Regions from separate parts of the Gossypium arboreum genome. Here region 2 is linked to region 1. A link is a contact called in public Hi-C data. All regions are on one chromosome and are shown on one strand. Each heading gives the region's core, a stretch centred on a gene start, on an enhancer-like site or on the middle of the called end of the contact. The rest is flanking DNA. Distances are from core to core; before and after follow the strand shown. Region 1 holds the start of LOC108470126 (probable transcription factor At3g04930). Region 2 overlaps LOC108463922 (5'-3' exoribonuclease 4-like).

Region 1 (3,964 bases), core at 1,274-3,773:
CCTTGAGGTTAAATTGAGATTTCTCATTTCTCAAAACCTCGTCAAAATCGTCATTAATCCATTTCATAAAAAATAAATGCATACAATTCATGCAACATTGAAATATTAAATACATAATATAAGGTTGCATTATTTACGCATGAACTTACCTCGCCACCAAAATGGCAAAAGGGACATAACCGTCAATTTCTCGGTTTTCCCCCGTTCTAGGTCCAAACCTCATTTTCTGTGATCTATAATATCACATTTAGTCTATTTATTAGTCACATTAGTCAATGTGATCCAAAAATATACTATGAAAAATTTACATTTTTACCCCTAAACTTTATCATATTTACACTTTTGCCCCTCGGCTTGTAAAATGATTTTTATTCAATTTCTTTGCACTTTAAGCCTAGCTGAATCATTTTCATAATTATAGCAGCCCACAATTTCCACTAAATCACACTCTTATGACAAATTTTATAACTTTTACAAATTAGTCCTTTTTAGCATTTTCACCGAAAACTACTTAGTAAAAGTCATTTAACACAAAAAAAACATTTATATTCCTCCCTTAAACATCAAAATACACATATGTAGCACATGTGTAAATTTTTAAACATCAACTCTAGCTCAAATAAATGGTAGAAATAGATAGATCTTGTTACGGGGATTGCAAAAATGTAAAAACCATTAAAACGGGGCTAGAACGAACTTACAATCGAGCTTGGCTTTTAATTTTGTTTTTAATTAATTTTAATAACTAAATAACCAAAATGCCCTTAATGAAAATCTTTGGAAACATGCCTAACCATGTCCATTTTTGTCCACCAACTTAACCAATGGTCTAATTACCATATAAGGACCTTCAATTTAAAATTTCATAACAATTGGACACCTCTAGCATGTAGAACTCAAATTTTTTAGTTTTTACGATTTAGTCCTTTTGGCTAAATTGAGTGCCCAAACGTCAAAATTTTCAAACGAAATTTTCATGAAATCATTTTGTGAAATCGTAGACCATAAAAATATAATAAAAAATAAATTTTATTACGTCAGATTTGTGGACTCAAAACCACTGTTCTGACTAGACCATAAATTAGGATGTTACACATACAAATCAAAATACAAGAAAGTCACTAACCTAATATGTATGGGTATGAGCCAAATCAATTAATTTTGAAATTTGACTTTAAAGTTCATATTGAGCCTCTAAATTTAGTCTTTCAAGGCCCATCATACATTAACATTTGATTATTATTATTATTTGGCCAATGGGGCGAATGTTATAAAATGTGGACACCAAACCTAGATCCATCCCTGTCCTCAGTTAAGGTAGAAAGCCATTGAATAAAGAATCTGGAAGACTGCTTGATGCTGTAGGTTTAGATGGAGAGAAAAAAAGGAAGGAGATGAAGAGATTTTTGTGCCTTGATTTTTTCTTCAGCTGTTGAGATAAACTTATATATGGGAGACATGGAAGTCCACGCGTCTTGAGTTTTACTGATAGTAGAGTTATACCTTATTCCCTTATAGTGTTGATGATATAATGTCCTAAGATAGTTTTTTTAGAATACTTAAGTGATCAATGAATCTGATACCCCATGTGTGCCTAATGAGGGTTATCTAATGATGGTTTGTCAGCTGATTGTGGTCCAAGTTGGCTTGGTTTGCCTAGTTAGAGCTTCGCCTAGAATAGATATATTAGCATATAGTTGACCTATTGATGACACATGGAGGGATACATGGAGCAACTATAACAAAATTGACTAAAAGTGAAGCTAATTTTCTTTGCATAATAAAGTTTATTAGGGAGTCTGCTTGACTCAATAAGTCTAATTTGGGTTTGGACAAATTTTTAAAATTTTGAGTTGATTCAATACTATCTGAATTTAAATTAAATAATTTTTGAAGTATATTTAAATTTTAATTATAAAATTTAAAATTTATAAATTAATTATTAAACTATAATTTTATTTTTAAAATGAAATGAATAAATTGACAAATCCGAGAAGGTTTTTTAAAATCGAGCTTGAGCGCACCTATTATTTTATGAATTTGTAAAATAAATATATTGCATTATTAAATTAAAAATTAATTTGAAAAGTCTTGCATTGTTTTGATAAAATAAACAAAGGAATTACATAAAGTAGATCATAAGCAAATTATCAAAGGAAATATCATCCTTCAAGATCTCTTCAATCTCTAGAGAGGGAACCTCGAAAATGTTCAAATATTCATCATTTGATAGAGCCATTTATGCCAAAGCATCAGTTAGCTGATTGGCCTCTCTGGGAACATAAATCAATGACCAATTCTTTTCCAAAGTTCAAATTTGTTGAATCCTCATTATCAAAGAATTTTTTAGACCACCAAACTTACTATCACTCATAGAAATTTTAATATTATGTATATTAATTAATTTTTAAAAGGGATTACAAAATAAAAATATTTTAAAACGTATACTCATGCGCACGTGATACCGAAAACTAATTATCCCAACTATAAATAAAATGAAATGGGTTTGATTTAGCCCATTCTAAATCTATTTTTACTGAACACGTACACGCGCCAAAGAAGCGCGTTGACATGGGGTATGAACCCCACACGGGCCTAACTCTAACCAAACTAACCTCTTTCCTTTCACCAAGTCCAACACGCTTTTTTAATCAACAAAATCCTCGTGAACCTCTTTCGTTTTTTACTCTCTCTCATGGCTTCCGAGCAGTACGGTGCCGTTTTTGAGGAATCTCAGGACGACGACGAGGAACCCTCTTCCTCCGGTAACGACGACGTGCTCAACGGTAACGACGAAGAGGACGAGGAGTTGTTAGAAGAAGAAGAGGAAGAAGATTTTAATTCCCCCTCTTTACTACCTCAACCGATTGCCGCAGTCGTACCCTCCGCCTCAATCCCCGCCGTTCCTCTTGCCGTTCCTTCATCCACCGTCGTGACCGTCGCTTCTGTTCCTCTCAGGGGTTCGACTCCCGACTCTAAACGCCAACGGATTGATTCCGCCGTCTCCGAGAAAAAACCTCCTCCGCCGCAACAATTCGACGAATCGCGGCGGTTATTTCAACGTTTATGGACTGATGAAGACGAGATCGAGCTTCTCAAAGGATTTCTCGATTACACGACTTCGAAAACCAACTCTAATTCTTCTCACCATCACCATCACGATACGGCGTTGTTTTACGATCTAATCAAATCGAAACTCCAGCTCGATTTCAACAAGAATCAGTTAGTCGAGAAGCTTCGGAGATTGAAGAAGAAATATAGGAACGTGATGAATAAGATCAATTCAGGTAAAGAATTTTCCTTCAAAAGCCCTCATGATCAAGCTACTTTTGAAATTTCTAGAAAGATCTGGAGTAGTAGTGTTGGCAAAGTAGAAGATAATGTTTTAGATTATGATGAAAATAATATTACTCCTACTCCTACTCCTACTCCTACTACTACTAACATCAATTTTCTCGATGAATGTGGGGAGAAAAAGAATCTTACTCCAAAATCCGCAGCCAATAAGAGAAGGTCAAAGAGTAAAGGGGGGAAACTGGAAGAGAAAAGAGTTTTAAATGATGGGTTTGTGATTTCTAACAATAATTTTAATAATAGGAGTGATCATGACCAGGGTAATGTGGAAGGACTGGGTGGTGGTGGCGGCGGCAGTGGTGCTGGAGGAGAAAGAGGAAACCTGACAGCAGTAGTAGAGGAGACGGTGAAGAGTTGTTTAACACCCGTGTTTAAGGAGTTGTTAGGTAGTTTAATTGGAGGAGGGGGAGGAGGGGGAAGAGGGATTAGTGGAATGGCTATGAATGCCATGCCATTGAGTTTTGGCGGAACTTCGAATTTTGGCAGCGGTGGTGGTGGTAATGTGGAGTTCATGGATGAGAGGTGGAGGAAGCAGCAAATATTGGAGTTGGAAGTTTATTCTAAGCGGTTGGAGTTGGTGCAAGATCAGATTAAGGTGGCTCTGGAGGAG
Region 2 (3,848 bases), core at 848-3,347, 870 kb after region 1:
ACAGACATACACTTCTATAATTAAAACAAGTTACATTATTCAAGTGTATTTTAATTTTTATTTTAAAAATAAATAAAAATATGTTTATGGTGGGATTTAAATTCAATCCAAATTACAATAGAAAATTTTAATTTACCACTCAGTTATAACTTTATTTTATATTTTTATACATTTTAATTTTATTATACACACTTCACTATTTCCATTAATTCTATATTCATATTTGTTATTTAAACTTCTAACTGAGTTAATACCACCTCAACCAAGTCTCCAACTCGGTTAAAAAGTGATTCATTTATCTTTTCATAATCAAGTTAAGTTAAATTATTCAATGGAACTGTAATTTTTTTATTTAAAAGAAAAATTAAATAAAATATGTATATGGTATAATTTAAATTCAAAACAATTGCATCAATAAAACCCTTATTTTACCACTCAACTAAATTTGTTTTAATATTTTTATAAATTTTAATTCATCATGCACATTTTATTTATAATATATTTATATAAGTTGATGTCACAAGTTAACTAGACATTAACTTAAAATTAATAACACCACAATGATAAACGATTTAATTTAATTTTTAATTTTAATTTATACATATAAATATATTATTATTAATTAATTTTAAACCATACATTTTATTATTTATTAAATGTTTAAACACACATTATATTCTAAATTTATAGTTCACATACGTACACTATAACAAAATTTCTAATGTGTATTAGTTATTTTACCATTAATATGTATACTTATATATTATCTTATATTAAATTAATCAAGAGTTCTTGATAAGGTACACCTGAATCTAAATCACCATACATCCAAGATACATTGCATTATCACCATACATCCAAGATACATATGCATTATCACCATACATCCAAGATACATATACAATGCAATGTGTACATACATAGCATGTACTTTCAAAATTTGTCGGCGTTAAAAACATCATAAACACGTTTGCACCAGGAATCGGAATCCATTTAACCCTTTCTACTTGAAAATGAACGTATTAATTTCTATATTTAAATTAAAGAACAAACCAATAATTACATTTCTATTATTACTAATCATGTTATCAACATAAAGTACATATTACACAAAATATATATAACAGTCTGATTCCTCGATCAATCATGCCAATTTTTAATGATAAGAATAAAGAAAATTTTTAGTTAAAACATCAATTTACTTGTTGATAAAGACTAATTTGTCATTTTTTAATAAAAAATACAATCTAACTCCGAGATCAATCATAAGATGTAAAAGATGTAATTTACATCTTACATTATACACCTTTCCAAATGAAGTTAACTAAAGGATTCTCAAATCTAATCTAATCTAATCTAATAGTTATTAAAAAAGGGGGAGCACATCTATATGTATATTAGGTACATACATGCATATTAATTATTTCCCAACAGGCAAACTGGTAACCTTAAAATTGAAGAACATTCCAACTTTATTTTCTCAGCTGAGTCACTGAAAACACAATAGGCAGCTTTGCTGATTCCTGTAAATTAAGAAACACTATCAACCTAAGCCAACAATCTAATACATCATAAAACTTGTACATTTAAAAGAAATAGCTTAAGCATCTCTCACTTCAAATGGCATCCATCTCTACAACCTGAACCAATAAAAACCCAACAACACAACTAAACTGTGTTTCGAGAAACCTAAAAGGGTAGACCATGATACATCCACTACAGACTCTGCTTATGTTTTTTAAAAGAAATTACTCAGACCGTTTGAAATTTGCAATGTTCCCGCAATCTTCTTGTAAATCAACACTACAGCTTCAGCCATATCATATGAAACTGACATGGCACGTTCATTCAAAGATTTGTATATAGAAATTAACAGATGGTGTGACATTGGAATATTCAAACAGTTTTTAGTGGTTAGTTCCCTAACCTGAGAGATCAGTGGCAACGTTGTGACTATCCAAGTCAAGAACTTAAATTTACCAAGACTTCCAATAGGACATGCCTGTGTCAAAAAACGGGTAGCTCCATCTTAAACCGCAATCACTAGTTTACAGGACTCCTCCATGAGTCTTAGTCTGCTCAACCTTCTTCATCTGCCTCTCGTATTGATCCGTTTTCTAGTTATAAGTTCCAGCATTTATGTTCTCTGGCATATTGATCCACTTGGTAGGAATGGGAGGACTGATGGTATTCTGCTCAGACCGGTGGTCTAAATTTCGCAAGTATCCAGGATTTGGCATCCTTGAAGACATCTCTACGTGTATTGCATCTCTGCCACTTCCCTCAAATGACAAAGCAGACATTCCAGTTCTCAAATCATGATAACGTTCCTGGTGATTCAATCTATCCTGTGCCGGGAAGTTGTTTCTGTTAACTTGCATACTATTTGATGACAGATGTCTTGGGTTAGCCATTACACCATGCAGATGATTATATTGACCATAATAATTAGGGCCATCACTATATCCCCTTCCACCTGATGGTCCAGCTGCACGTGGTCGACTACTATAAGAAAGACTTGGGTCATCAAAAAAGCCCCTTTCAAAACCTGATGGTCTAGCAGGCCTTTGTTTAATGATTGTGTAGTTGCTTGAGACATTAAAAGACGGTGGTTGTTCAAATAACCCTGAGGATGAGCCATTTGGTTTGATATTAAGTGTGTTCTTGACAAGACGATGAGCTGCCTCTCCTAGCTGAGGACCAACAATTGCTCCAGGTAGTCGTGAACTGTCAAACAAATAGAATAATGATCATTTCAATAATCATCTGCAATTTTGGATTTGAATAAATCATGAAACCATTCGGAACAGCAAAGACACTAGAATTAATGGTAAATTTTAAAATAATGCATTCTCACCGATCTCTGCCTTGCTGACGGCGCCCACCATTATCTTCATGCCATAATACAGGAAAAGGTTTAATGTCTAGAGGAGTTAGAATCTGCAAGAGCAATATATATGTGTTAAAATGTGAACTCTGTTAATAGAACCAGTAAGACTTCCATAATGTTTATCAAAACAAAAGAAAACACTACTAAAAATAATTTAAGGTAGCATTTGAGAACTAGGATTTTGAGATTTGATTTTGTATTTTAAATAGTGTAAATTGAATAGTAAACTATTTAGAAATGTAAAATTCATGACAATTTCTCAAATCCATGGATTTGCTAGAGGCCTATTTATTAATGAAATAGTATTCTTTTAACTACTTTTGTATTTGGCAAATCCATGTTTTTAAACTTTTAACTAATTTGTTCTTGATATATGCATTTCATTCTTACCACTTCATAATAAATGAAATCCAAATTTTCAAATTCAAATTCCCAAATGGAGCATAAGAGGAATCTCGTGCATCCTTGAGTTCCCTAATCATAATAAACTGAAGTCAACCCATATATCAGAAATTATATACCTTTTTGGGTGTTACAACACCCTGTGGAAGTTCTGGAATGTGTTTATGATATGAAGGATTCATGTATGTAACATTTCTGCAAGGAAAAATGCATCAAATGAATTACTAGGATCAATAGGGTTCTCAAGAAAAAATGGCAATAGAACTATGGAAGACTTACAAAATTTGGTTAGATTCTATGCGTGGCAACTCCTTAACAGGGGAAGAGACTACAACTTGCCAACCATTCCTTTCACATAACCAAAGAAATCCGTTCATTCCACCACTGTGAAGGCAAATAATGAATGAGGATGGTAAACCTAACAGATTTCAGTCAAGTTACTTGATATGTGAATGCTCAATTAGTGAAGGACAGTGAGATTAACAAACCTAGCATTTGTGTCAATTGGCCATAAATTTTTTTTGTGAGGGGAGAACTGATAGTAATATGAAAGAAC

The links. Hi-C and Micro-C count contacts between places; a contact is called where the count stands out from the background.
Region 2: a Hi-C map of leaf shows a contact between it and region 1, with 2.8 times the contacts expected there. The contact joins the enhancer-like site here to the promoter of LOC108470126 in region 1. A contact is called at or near these places in 2 of 5 Hi-C or Micro-C datasets (both in leaf).

What each region holds. Positions count from the first base shown.
Region 1 is chr13:85,877,020-85,880,983 of ASM2569848v2, forward strand. LOC108470126 (probable transcription factor At3g04930) reads left to right here and starts at 2,524. Exons shown (of 1, transcript XM_017771354.2): 1 at 2,524-3,964. The coding sequence starts at 2,696.
Region 2 is chr13:86,745,259-86,749,106 of ASM2569848v2, forward strand. It overlaps LOC108463922 (5'-3' exoribonuclease 4-like), which reads right to left. Exons shown (of 23, transcript XR_008277571.1): 18 at 3,781-3,848; 19 at 3,572-3,676; 20 at 3,412-3,487; 21 at 2,858-2,940; 22 at 2,003-2,727; 23 at 1,179-1,523. Among protein-coding and RNA genes, the nearest start is that of LOC128287616, 6.7 kb to the left of the region's middle. Within about 2 kb of position 2,098, at least 1 of the 2 cell types and tissues checked has an H3K27ac peak or open chromatin away from gene starts, as enhancers often do. A contact at or near this core is called in leaf, where this site is marked.